Regions from separate parts of the Mus musculus genome. Here all the other regions are linked to region 1. The links are chromatin contacts, called in public promoter capture Hi-C maps. All regions are on one chromosome and are shown on one strand. Each heading gives the region's core, a stretch centred on a gene start, on an enhancer-like site or on the middle of the called end of the contact. The rest is flanking DNA. Distances are from core to core; before and after follow the strand shown. Region 1 holds the start of Tmem167b (transmembrane protein 167B). Region 2 holds the start of Chtop (chromatin target of PRMT1). Region 3 holds the start of Snapin (SNAP-associated protein).

Evidence for each region. Promoter capture Hi-C pulls out the DNA fragments that hold promoters and counts their contacts.
Region 2: a contact with region 1 is called in a promoter capture Hi-C map of cranial neural crest. The contact joins the promoter of Chtop here to the promoter of Tmem167b in region 1. A contact is called at or near these places in 2 of 39 promoter capture datasets (cranial neural crest and pre-B cells).
Region 3: a contact with region 1 is called in a promoter capture Hi-C map of liver, with 2.4 times the contacts expected there. The contact joins the promoter of Snapin here to the promoter of Tmem167b in region 1.

Annotation. Positions count from the first base shown.
Region 1 is chr3:108,559,703-108,564,238 of GRCm38.p6, forward strand. Tmem167b (transmembrane protein 167B) reads right to left here and starts at 2,764. Exons shown (of 3, transcript NM_026198.2): 1 at 2,569-2,764; 2 at 485-616. The coding sequence starts at 2,578.
Region 2 is chr3:90,506,364-90,511,044 of GRCm38.p6, forward strand. Chtop (chromatin target of PRMT1) reads right to left here and starts at 3,135. Exons shown (of 6, transcript NM_001293776.1): 1 at 2,828-3,135; 2 at 1,182-1,263. The coding sequence starts at 1,246. It overlaps S100a1 (S100 calcium binding protein A1), which reads right to left. Exons shown (of 3, transcript NM_011309.3): 3 at 4,671-4,681.
Region 3 is chr3:90,488,442-90,492,750 of GRCm38.p6, forward strand. It overlaps Snapin (SNAP-associated protein), which reads right to left and starts at 2,572. Exons shown (of 4, transcript NM_133854.3): 1 at 2,391-2,572; 2 at 2,107-2,153; 3 at 1,713-1,831; 4 at 1-1,152. The coding sequence starts at 2,533. The coding sequence ends at 1,051.

The DNA of each region.
Region 1 (4,536 bases), core at 1,514-4,013:
ATTTAAAATTTACCTCTTCCCTCAACTTTATCTTATTAGCAGACCCTAAGCAAAGCACTTACCACATGATTGTGAGGACCTGAGTCAAAATCCCAGAAATCACGTAAAATATGGCTATTGTAATACAAACCTGTGCTCTCAGTACTTGTAGGCTAAGTAGGCAGGACAAGTTCCAGAAGCTCACAGCTCAGCTAGCCAAGTGTACACAGCAGCAACCACACAATTACAACACACCACAAACACACTCATATAGTAAACATGAGTCCAAATATCACCCTGGTCCTACGCCTTCTATTCTAGAACCACAAAAATCTTTAGCCAAGATTTTCAGATCTGCATCTGTTGGTAAAGCATATGTTCAGGCGGATCATAAACGTTAGTGGAAATTCCGAAAGTTAAATCTCATACGGCTACACTGTTGCTATACTCCGTTGCTGAGAAGTAGCTACGTATGTTCTCTCTCTGCATGCAGATAAGGCCTTACCTTTGTAGAATACACCCCACACTCCCTTCTTCTCCGACAGCAGCCAGGTTTTGAGACGAGGTACTTTCTTGAAGTAGGCACAGGTGCAAACAAAGAGCAAACCAAACACCAGGATCCCATCCAAGGAGTACACTGTCACAAAGAGAAGGAGAGAGAGTCTTTGATGCTGCTGTGCCTGAGGAGGTGATGCTGCCCAGACTGCAGTGCTGAGGCCACCTCAACGGCAGGGCCAACGGTAAACAGGAAGGGTCCATGATCTTGGCACTGTTTCCCCAACCTGCTTGTAAAAAGCCCCTTTATCACTCCACTCCCCCGCCCTCACTACAAACTAGAAGACACACGTGTATTTGTGTGGCACTCTTGGAAGTAACTGAGGCTAGTACTCGGCTAGTCCTCGGAGTCTGAGCATACAGATTTACATATGTTCTTGATATAAATCACTCATCTGATGCAGGAAAGCTCAGTCTTTAGCCAAGATTTTCAGATCTGCATCTGTTGGTAAAGCATATGTTACGGCGGACCATAAACGTTAGTGGAAATTCCAAGAGTTAAACCTCATATGGCTACACTTTTGCTATACTCCGTTGCTATTTCAAGTACAGTACAGTTAACAAATCATATTCTTGCCAGGACAAAAGATGGGCACAAAATGGAAGACAGGAAGCACTGGTGTCCATGAGGCAGAACGATGCACCCCTGGAACACTGGTGTTAGCTAAGTGCAGCCCAAGTTACAAAGGGGAAAGGGAGCCCATATCCTGCTTCTGCTCCACACAGCGTCCTGCTGTGTAGGCAGGGCTGGCCTTAAACTTGTGGTCTGCCTGCCTCCTCCTACTCAACGCTCGGCTTAGAGGCATGCCAAATACAACCTGCAAAGCCCACTCTCAAAACAACAAAACAAAAATGTATCTGATGCTTAGGTGACACAGAAAGCTCTTAGTTCTGCTTCTTACATGTGATACCCAGGTAAGCAAAATGAATTACATAAAGGCAGATTTTATTCAGTAATCAACTGTGCCAGAATATTTTATTTCCTAGTTTACACTATGTCTTCCTCCGTTCCTTCTTTAACTTTGTGTACTATGGTAAGACTGACTACCCAGAAAGCTTCAAATGGATATTATATACAATCAGGGTCTTTGTCGGTTCCCGCCAGTTCTGGACTATACTGACTTCTTCCAGTGAAACTATTTCACAGCTAGTTCCAGTATATCAGTCAGCTCACAGACAGTTTCTATGGATGCCTTTATGTCTTGCTCTTTTACTCCTATAAGTTAAGAGACAATGCCAAAATTCACAAGGAAATGACATTTCAGTCTTCAGTGTCACGTCTATGGAAGTCTATGAGAAATACTTTCCCGAGCCTCTCCAATCATAGTACCTAGAAAAGGCTTTCTTATTTCCGTTCCTGTAAGACTGACTATAAAGGTCTTAATTCATGCTCTAGAACCTGAAAATCATGACTATAAAATTGTTTGAAGCAATCTGGAAAAATTACAAGTGCTCCATCACTAATAAAAGGCGGCTTCTAAATCCACCCTTTGCGGTATTAGCCAGAAGCTCCAGATGGAGCCACCCAACTAGGACTTTAGTCAAACGAATGAAGGCTTTTTTTGGTGTCTTTTAAATTAACAAAATAAACAAACAAACAAAAAACTTTGGGGGTTGTCTACAATCACCTCCCCCGCAAACGGTGGGATTTGATACCATTACTAAGTCCTTTCAACCAGCTTACTGTCAGAAAGTATGAGACCTTAGGGAACTGGATAACAGCTTCTCTCCCCTGGGGACTAACAACATAATTCTATAGTGAACGACCTCCCCAGCGGCCAGAACCAACTTCTAGGAAAGAAAAGAGAGTAAAGGGTGATAACGAAAAGTCAGGTGTGGCACTAGGGTACCTTGATGGGCTTGAGAAAAGAGAAACTGCAAGGAGCATCCCAGACAGGAGTTAGGGGCTCCCCAAGGTCCAGGGGGGCCGGGCTGGGAGGGGGCGGGGGGAACGGCCACGTCAGTCTAGCCCCGCCCGCCACGTTTGGTCCCAGTCCTCTACCGCCACCCTCCGCTCGGGCCCCCAGCTCTCACCGTTCGTCATGGCGGTAGTGCCCGGCTGGGGTGAGGGGTCCGGGTTCAGCTGTGGCGGCTGCAAATGCGGGGGAACCCGGCTCCCACTTGACACTTCCCGATCCGGGCCGTGGTGACGGGGAACGAGCCGTAGTACGCAAGCGCGAGAGCCGAGCGAGAGAAACGCCGAACTCAATCAGGCATAATTAGCTGATCGTCGAGCCAAAGCCTCGCCCTGCCTGCGTAGCGTCTGCGTCCCTACGTAGTGGGAGGAGAGCGTGTTGGGCGAGGCTTCCTTTGTGGTCATGGCAACCGGAAGTCCGCCTGCTTGCTCCTGTCTAATTAGACCGACTGGACCCAGACAGTGTGTTTGAAAAATAAAGGCTGTAGGGATTGCTCTGTGACACATGTTCAGTGTGCCAGAACATGTCGTTCCCCGTTGTATCTACTTGAGAACAAAACTTAGGGTTCCAGTGATTCATGACCAAGAAACAAAAGAAAGCCATCCCGTTTCCTCCAACTTATTTAGGTGACAACTGGTAGTGAAATCAGGTACAGTTCCAAGAGAAAACACTTGGGAACCAGGCTATAATGCGAAGCAATTGCACGTAAGGTGGCGCACGTGTGTATACTACAGCAGGGTCACTGTATCTTACCATACCAAGCTGAAAACGTCACCACTGTCAGGATAGTTGGACCGTTCTTGGGGACACGGCTTGTTTGTTTTGTTTTGTTTTGTTTGTTTGTTTTGCTTCTATGCTCTGCAGCAGTAATATGTGCTGTAATATCTGAAACCCGACGAGAGTTTGAGTGCTGAGGGGGATACCACAGTAGTTGCTCGGACTCCTGGGACAGCCCTTGTTAGGTGGCTTCTTGCGGAAATCTAGCCAAGCTGCCTCTGACTTTCGTAAACGGAATAAGAAACTATAACAAAAGCCACATGCTTCCGATCCTAAAGCTTTCGGTTGTCAGAAGCATTCAGACAGCTTCCTGTTTGTTAGAATGACTTTCTTTTCCTTAAATTACCAGGATAGTTTCCTTTATCTGCAGAGTTTAAGTCATGCTGGCCTCACCTCTTCAGAAATGTACCCTGGCTTCTCTGAAGATGTTTTGACTAGATGATGACAGTCTAATGGTGGGCTGGCGTGCAGGGAACAAAGCTTTAGGTTCTGCTTTGTAAACTGGGACCTTCAATTATAGACAGCTGGGTCTGCTTTTCTAGAGTCTGACTGAAAGTGCTGCACTCAGAAACCTAAGAATTCTGTCCATTCCTGCTACAGTGCCATCTGCTGGCTGTGAACCGCCTGGTTACCTAGAACAAAACTGTCAGAAGACTTGGAATGGACAGTCAAGAGGAGGAAACCACTAGTAGAGTAGCCACAGTGTTTGATGTAGGAAAGAGTACTTGAGCCGGGCAGTGATGGCACACGCCTTTAATCCCAGCACTTGGGAGGCAGAGGCAGGCGGATTTCTGAGTTCGAGGCCAGCCTGGTCTACAGAGTGAGTTCCAGGACAGCTAGGGCTATACAGAGAAACCCTGTCTTGAAAAACCAGAAGAAGAAAAAAAAGAGTCATTGAAAAAAATATACTCAAATTAAGAAATTACAGCATCAAAAACCAAAAGATATATAGAAAAACCCTAACATAATCACTAATATAATCACTTGGATTACATATGTGTGTATACACACAGGACATTCCACAAAGCAAGACAGGACTGCAGAGATGGCTTAGTGGTTGACAGCATTTGCTTCTCTTGTTAAGACCTTCGTTAGGTTTCCAGCATCCAAGTGATGGCTCACAACGATATGTTCCTCTGGTTCCAGGAGATCCTGTTGTAGAAATAATAATAAAAATTGTTCCTCACACTTAGAGATGAAGGCAAAGATCTGTACTAAAGTGCCTGGCTGACTGTGGTTAATGCCTAAATTAGAGTCAGCCTTGACAGGATTGTACTAACTGGTAGCTTCAGTATGCTTGGCCCAGGGA
Region 2 (4,681 bases), core at 1,885-4,384, about 18 Mb before region 1:
TTTAAAGTGGCACATTTGGATCAAGGCTGATGTGGGTTAAAGACTCCTCTGTTTCCACAAACTTGCAAGAACCAGAAACTCAGAAATGCAGCCAAGGGCAGCACAATTAGAAGCGATAACAAGGGCTCAGGTAACAGCTCTTAAGAGAAGTGGAAAGCATGAAATACACGCAGTAAGCAAATATGATGACAAGAAACAGAGATGCAGTTACAAAGACAAACAGAAATGCCGACACTTTTGGAGAGTGAAAGTTCATTCAAAGGACAAACAGGAGGAAGGATCAGAGCACCTTCAAAGTCCACTGAAATAACAGACTCATGAGTTATGGGAGTTTATTACATTCTAACATGTTACTTAGTAACACATGAATACAGGAAATTAATGTATCACATCTTAAAAGATGAACAGAGAAGCACATGTGCTTCTGAAGCAAACACAGGCACTAAATTAAATGCCTTGGGAGTTCTAGCAACAACATAATAAAATGGTGAAAGACACCAAATAAATGAAATTCTCAGAAACAAAAACTGCCTTTAAATACAAATAACCACTCTTTCTGACTCAGGACTTCTGAGAAAGTTAAATTAGTTAAGTCGCTTAAGAGCCTAAGAGGACATTATTCTATCATTCCTGTTATGATTAAGTTTAATAGAAGTAAACACACAGCTGATGAAAGATTTCAAAACAAAACAAACTAAAAAGCAGAATGGGAAGAAAGTGAAATGGAGCAAAGCAAGTGCCTCTTACAAGGCCCAAGAATGCCATTCAGGGGCCTTTGGACATAGTCTCGGCTTGCTACCTGCCTCTTACAGGCCAGACACAACACTGCTGGCCTCGGACTAGGCAGCAAGCCTCTTGCAGCCAGGATATACCATACCATCATGCTGCACCACCCCTGTATCAATGTTAGGAAAAAAAATTGAAGGGAGGGTGTGAGGAGTCTTTTAAAAAATATATCCCACCAGGTAAATATTTCAGATAGCTTAATATAAAAATCTACTGATAAGGGGTTTTGAAACAACTGCCCAATTTGTTTTGTACCACATTAGATGCAATTAAGAACAGAGGTCTGTAGCCTTCTGTCATTTAGCTTACAACTGGCTTTTTTTGTATTGGACCCCAGGGTCAATTTAAGTAATGTTTTCTTAGGAAGGAGCTGAAGTTGCTGTTGGCTGCCTCACCGCTCATTTAGAGACATCTTGGTGGTGCTTTTTAGCACAACTTTCGGCGCTGACTGTGCAGCCATCTTCAAATCCCGAGAATCTACAAAGGACAATATGCATGAGTCAATCAAAATAATGAAGCTTGCATTTTCACAAGAAGCAAGGCATAAATCTGTTAAAGGCCTATATTTTTAACTCTGAAGATGGTATCATGAGATCTTAAGTTTGCCAGGTGGTGGTGGTGGTGCACTTTTAGTCACAGCATTCCTGAAGCAGAGGTAGGTGGCTCCCTTTGAGTTCGAGGCTAGCCAGGTCTACATAGCAAGTTCCAGGACAGCCACGGCTACCTAAGAGAAACCCTGTGAGGTGGGGGCTTACGTCCATACAATAGTTATAAAAATTTCAAAGCTCCAGGATGGAGAACATCTGCCAAAGTCTCCAAAATAGCAGAATGAGATGTAGCCAAAGCCTAGGAGTTTGGCTTTCAATAGTTCTTCTCAGCCTGGACTGTATGTGACTTAGCTGAGGAATGTTTGAAAAAAAAAAAAAAAAGAAAAAGTCCCTCCCAAACTAAACTAAATTCTTGATGCCTGGATCCAGACCAATTAAAGTACAATCTGGCCATGAGGATGGGGTACAGCAACTGGGATTGGGGGTGCTACCCAGGTACATCTTACATGTCTATAGAAAGTTGAGGGTCATGGATCTAGAGAAATGGAGGAGCTGGGAATATAGCTCCTCAGTAGAGTGCTTGTTTAGCACTGATGAAGCCCTGGGAAGTTCAATTCCCAGCAGCAACAGGGGAGTGGTGTAACAGTCTGAGGCTGTAACGGGTTACATTGTCACACTGTGAGGACCGGACTCTCATACACCCAAAATAAAAAGAAAAGCCTAGTTTCAAAATCGATTCTCAACTCCAAATGCAGGTGGAGCTCTAGTTAGACATGGCAGGGGAAAGACAGAAGAGGTTTTCTAAATGGGTATTCAATCTGAGAGCTCTGTTAAGAGCACACCACAATATTTTAACTGTAGTGGCATATACTGGGGAGGGGCTGAGGCAAGGGGGTCACAAGCTCAAGGCGAGCCCGGGTGATTTGACAGACCCTGTTTCAAACTAAGATTATTATTATTTTTAAAGCTGGAGATGTTAACTCGGGGCGCTAGTTTAGCCAAAGTACGATTTTGGGTTCAACTTCGGTGCCGCAAAAAAAAAAAAAAAAAAAAAAAAAAGAATCAAAATCGAACACCCAGAGCCGCCGCTAATTCCTGTACTCCTCATTTGACCTCCACCTCGAAGCCTCTCAGGACTCCAACTTTGATCAGGCGACTATTTCCGTGGTTATCCCCATCAAACGCTATTCTGGGGCGAGGCTTTGGCTCCGATGGAGGACGCTTATCTAGGTAAGCAAGACACTGGATTTGAGGCCAAACCACTACGACCAGCACCACCAGCACCAGCACCTGCACCAGACACGCCAACCACAAGCAGCACCCGCACGGCTAGCGGCCCAGCTCGCTGGCCGCGGTTCCGGCTTAGCCTCCGCCTCCCGGCTCCGCCCCCTCCCCGGCCTCTGCGCACCTCAGCCCGGTCCACACCTGCCACCCACGCCACCGGGCCCCGGACCCCGCGCCCCTCCACCTCTGCCCTCTCCACAGAAACTCACCGAAGGAGATGGACGCCAGCGCTCCTCCCGGGGTTGCCACCACGGCTGCGGCGGGCGGCCCGGAGGCCGGCCTAACCTGAGCTGACGGCGGGCCGCTCGGGTTAACTAGCTGGGCGGTTGGCTTAGATGCTTAAACGGTAGGATGTGAGGCTTCCTCGTTGTGGGTTGAGTATCTAGCTGACCGATCCTCCCGCTCGTCAAGCCTGCCCTTTCCTGCCTTTCGTCTGGGCCCCCAGAGCCGGCGCCGCCAACTCCCGCTTGGTGTCCAAAACAAAATGGCCGCCGGGCCCACCAGTGCAGCGTGACCGGCTAAAATGGCGCCGACGGGCTTGCGTCAGTGCGCGCGCAACTAGGGGCGTGGCAACATGGTCCTTTGGCCTAGCGCAAGAATCGCAGCGAATCCCCACTGACTTTGGCAAAGATCCCTTAAGTTACGTGTAGTGCTCCGCCTTCGGGGGCGTGGCCAGTGGCCGTAATCGCTAAGTACCTCTAGACTACCTTCTGGACAAGTTTATGCCCCACTTTGGTGGGATTTTTGGCTTGCAAATAGCAGCTTAGATTGGCAACAGTGTTTGTATCCTTTTATTTCCCATTCCCAAGCTAAAGACAACTGTAAAAAGTCTTTATTAGGACCTTGAGACCTGGCTAATTTGCTCAGGCCCTCAAACCTATTTGTAGAGTTTCTGTTTCTTTTTGAGGCAGGCTTCCTTTGTGTAGACCAGACTGGCTTCGAACTCACAAAGATCCACCTCCTGACCCCCCCTAACCCCGCCCCTCCCAGTACTGGGATTTAAGACCCACACTGGACTCATCTACATCCTTTTATAGGGACTGCCTCTAGAAGATGTGGCTAGTTTTAGGGTGGGTCTTTTTACCTCAAGTAATCCAATAAAGCAAATCTGTATCCCCACTTATGTATCCCTAGTTCTTACATAATGTCTAGCAATGATGAGGCATCAATAAACACTGAATGAAGCTTGGGAAAAAGTTCTTCTAGTAGTTTTTTGGTTTTGTTTTCTGGTTTTGTTTTTTTGTTGTTGTTTTTTTTTTTTTTTTTTTTTCCGAGACAGGGTTTCTCTGTGTAGCCTTGGATGTCCTGGAACTCACTCTGTTGACCAGGCTGGCCTTGAACTCAGAAATCTGCCTGCCTCTGCCTCCCGAGTGCTGGGATTAAAGGCGTGTGTCACCACTGCCTCTGGTAGTTTTTTTGAGACAGAGTCTCTATAATGTAGTTCTGGCTGTTCTAGAATTCTCTATACAGACCAGGCTGGGCTTGGACTCACAGAGATCCTCCTGCCTTTTACGTCCCAGGTGCTGAGCTGGTGTTAACTATGGTACGTGCCACCATTTCTAGCTTTCTTCAGATTTTTTAAAAAAGATTTATTTATTTATTATATGTAAGTACACTGTAGATGTCTTCAGACACACTAGAAGAGGGCACCAGATCTCGTTACGGATGGTTGTGAGCCACCATGTGGTTGCTGGGATTTGAACTCCGGACCTTTGGAAGAGCAGTCAGGTACTCTTACCCACTCAGCCATCTCACCAGCCCCACATTTTTTGATGGCTTGTTTATTTCTGTTTCTGGCTATGTAGTATGGGCTGGCTTGGAACTCAAAATCTTCCTGCCTCATCCTTCAAGTCCTGGTATTACCAATTACTCATACAAATCCTTGAGAAGCCAATGACACTTGGATTCCAGCTAAAATTTTCGGACCCCTACATTTCTGGGTTTTGAGTGTTCCTTAAATAAGGAACTAATGTAAACTTGACAAGATAAGGTGTTGGGAGTGAGCACCCCTTACTTCACACATAGCCATGCCCAGAGGGTACAGACATTGATAGCTGGTGAGA
Region 3 (4,309 bases), core at 1,322-3,821, about 18 Mb before region 1:
GTGGCCAAGAGGATAAATTATTTACCTTGACTTTACCTAAGTCCTCAGTTGTAAACAAAGTGGAGTTACAGGTAAAGGAAACTGCCCAGCCCCAGTAATAGGAGTAACAGGATGGTTAACACTGGCTGGCTAAGCCTGGAAAGGATGGCGCTTAAATATGTAACTTTTAAATTTTATTTTATGAGGATGGTTGTTTTGCCTGCATATATATCTGCATCATATGTGTGTGTGTGCTGGGCCAAAAGGCCAGACAAGGGCATTGGGTTCCCCTGGAGCTGGAGTTAGAGGCTGCTGTGAGTCACCATGTGGGCGCTAAGCACTGGACGCCATCTGGAAGAATCACCAGTGTTCTTAACCATTGAGCCATCCCTCTAGCCCTTAAAATATGTAGTCTAAACAAAAAAAAAAATCGCAAAAGCTTAGGACTCTTAGCTGTCAAGGCTCTGCCTTGACCTTGGATCCTCGCTATCTGGCATGCTCTCCTTGGGTAGCAATGAAGGCAACAGTTGCGAAACTTGTTAATAGGAGTTAACCTAAACATTATAGAGTGTAAGATGATCCTGGAAAGGTTATTACCTTCTGAGAGGAACTGTGGTGAAGCAGAGGGGGAGAAATAGGAGTATACTTTCTCACTAAATCTGGTGTTTTCTCAATTTTCTACCACACGATGCCTAATTTACTTAGTATTCTTTGGGGGAAATATATAGAGGCTTGAGCCCGGCACTCTGACACATGCCTATTATAATCCCAGCATTCAGGAGGCTAAGGCAAGAGGACATGTTTGAGGCCAGCCGGGACTACATACTGAGATCTTGTCTCAAGATTAACAAAACCCAAAAGGTAGAGGCTCTTTCTTGGATGGACAAGCTGTGATGGAGGTTCTTTAGGAAATAGTCCTGCCGTACGCATGTTTCTTGAGGCGGCTACATGAATGAGTACATAGTGCAAAAAAAATCAAAGGTCTACAGAGACTTTCCTGGAATCTTCTCGTGTCTACCAGACAAAGCCGTTGGAGAATTGTACTTGTATACTCAGGTCACGGGCCCGTGCTTATTTGCTTGGAGAACCAGGAGGGTAAACTCCTGAATCCAGCATAGCTCTCCTGCGAGCTGTTTCCTTGGCCACGCTGTGGTTTAACCGCCTTAGTCGTTCCTGTAAGACAGGAAGATGGGGAATCTAATGACTGCTGTAAAAGGTTTTAACTGAGTCCCCTCTGCCCCTGTCCCCAGACTGTTTTTTCTCTGTGTAGCCCTGGAACTTGCTCTGTAGACCAGGATGGCCTCAAACTCAGAAATTTGCCTGCTTATATGTCCAGCTGGCTTTGGCTCTTTTCAAGCCAGCCCTTTACGTTAAAATGGACTTGTAAATGACAGCCACTAGAAGTTAAGAATTAGAAGTTAAGAATTGGCACTTGTCTAGTTTGAGGCCTAGTAATGGGGTGAGGGGAATATGGGCCTTTATTATCAGATTAGTTAACACCACTCTTTTCCCCCATAGTTGCTTCACAGTGTTGAAGACATAAAGCAGGATAAACAAGAAGAAATTTTTTTGAAAGAGGGTCATGCTATGTAGCCCTAGCTGATTTGATAGTCCAGGCTCTGCTCAAAGTTCAAGCCATCCTTCTTGCCTTAGCCTACCAAATGCTGAAACTACAGCATGTACCACCATGCACTGCTGGGATTATTATTATTATTACTATTTTATTATTTTACCTGTGCATTCTGTAAAATATTGTTGACCAAGACAACTCGTCGCCTGGCATTAAGCAGCTTCTTAACATAGGGGTCCAGATCCAGGGCCACTTTCTGATCCTCATTGATCCGGCACAGTTCTGGGAAGAGGAAATGGGCAACCAACATCTAATGGCTCATTTTTTGTTCTTAGGGAATGGAAGAGAGGAATGGGATGAAAAATACTCTTGCAGTCTTGTGTGGGCCACAGACACCTTCCCTTCTTCCATTCTGTCCTAAAATATCCCCAGAAATTGGAGTCCTTGGGTAGTTCTGATATTGAGAAGCAAGTGACAGAAACTTAGCCTAAAACCTGGGGAAACAAAGTTCCCGAAAGTGAGATCAGGGATTCTAGGTATCCTGGCTGCTCACTCACCTGTAGCTAGGTTGTCAATTTGTTCCCGGAGCTCTACTTGGCTTTCTCTGCAAAGTGGTACAAAAGTCTACAACGGTCAGTGACTGGGACGCGGGAAACGAATTCTACTTATTCCCCAAATACTGAGACAAGCCAACCTCAACTTCAAGGCCTCACCCAGGCCCTTCCGCCTATTTACCCAGTCTCAACATCAGTGTCTCAAGAATGTATCTAGTATTTCTTCGGGGCCCCGCCCCTACAAAGCCAGTTCCCTAGGCCCCGCCCCCAGCAACCCGGTCCTGCACCTGACCGCGTGCACGTGAGAGTCGAGCTGCTGCACCGCGGGTCGCAGGAACTCCAGGAGCCCCTCGGCAAAGAGGTCGCGGCCTGTGGGCCCCGCCACTGGGGTCCCGGCCCCTGACACAGCAGCGGAACCAGCCGCGGCCATCGCGAACTGCCCTGACGCCCTCAGCCTGCCGCGAGGGTCGCCGGGAACTCCAGACCGCCGCTGTGCACCGCGAGAGGGCGCTTAGATATACAGCCCAGACGGCAGTGGGATAGCTGGGAAATGGAGTCCTCAGTGAGCCCCGGCAAGCGGGCCGGGACCAGAGCCTCTTCTTCCATGGGCCTGTAGGGGGCGGATCTAGACTTCTGGAGATAGATTGCCCTGTAACTATGTAAACCAGGCTGATCTTTTCTTTCTTTCTTTCTTTCTTTCTTTCTTTCTTTCTTTCTTTCTTTCTTTCTTTCTTTCTTTCTTTCTTTCTTTCTTTCTTTCTTTCTTTTCTTTCTTCCTTCCTTCCTTCCTTCCTTCCTTTCTTTCTTTCCTTTCTCTCTCTCTTTCCTCCTCCTCCTCCTCTTCTACTTCTTCTTCCTCTTCTTCCTCTTCCTTCTTTCCTTTTTAAAAAAGATTTATCATATGTAAGTACATTGTAGCTGTCTTCAGACTCGCCAGAAGAGGGCATCAGATCTCATTACAGCTGGTTGTGAGCCACCATGTGGTTGTTGGGATTTGAAGGTTGCTGTGTTTTGAACTCAGGAGCAGTTAGTACTCCTAACCGCTGAGCCATCTAAGTGCTATTGTCCATAGCCTTCTCCATGGGAATTGATGAGAAAGCCATGTAATATTCATGTTAAGGGTTCTTTCTTTTCTCTCTCTTCCTCTCTCCCACTCCCTCTTTTTTTTTTTTTTTTTTTTTTTTTGCCCTCTCCCCATCTATCTCCCTCTCCCTCTTTCTTGCAGACAGGATTTCTTTGTGTGGCCCTGGCTGTCCTGGAACTCACTCTGGCTGCCCTTGAACTCCAGTGCTGGGATTAAAGGTGTATCCCACCACTGCCCTCGAGTTTTATTTCTAAAGATTTGCTATTTTTGTTAGAGAAAGTCCTGCCGTGTTACCAAGGCTAGCCTTGAGCTCACAAGCTCTGTTTTTTTTTTTCCATTTTTTATTAGGTATTTAGCTCATTTACATTTCCAATGCTATACCAAAAGTCCCCCATAGCCACCCACCCCCACTCCCCTACCCACCCACTCCCCCTTTTTGGCCCTGGCGTTCCCCTGTACTGGGGCATATAAAGTTTGTTTGTCCAATGGGCCTCTCTTTCCAGTGATGGCCGACTAGGCCATCTTTTGATACATATGCAGCTAGAGTCAAGAGCTCCGGGGTACTGGTTAGTTCATAATGTTGTTCCACCTATAGGGTTGCAGATCCCTTTAGCTCCTTGGCTACTTTCTCTAGCTCCTCCATTGGGAGCCCTGTGATCTATCCATTAGCTGACTGTGAGCATCCACTTCTGTGTTTGCTAGGCCCCGGCATAGTCTCACAAGAGACAGCTACATCTGGGTCCTTTCGATAAAATCTTGCTAGTGTATGCAATGGTGTCAGCGTTTGGATGCTGATTATGGGGTGGATCCCTGGATATGGCAGTCTCTACATGGTCCAACCTTTCATCTCAGCTCCAAACTTTGTCTCTGTAACTCCTTCCATGGGTGTTTTGTTCCCAATTCTAAGGAGGGGCATAGTGTACAAGCTCTGTTTTAAGTCTTTCAAGTGCTGGAGTTACAGGTCTGTGCCACCATGACAGGATTTAAAGTTAAGGGTTTTTTGTTTTGCTGAAATTTTTGAGGGGGGCTTGAAACCAGGGCCTTGTGATTGCTAGACAAATGTTCTGCTGAGCTATAGTCCTACTGTACCTTCCCTCTACCCCCACCTCACTTTTTGAGATA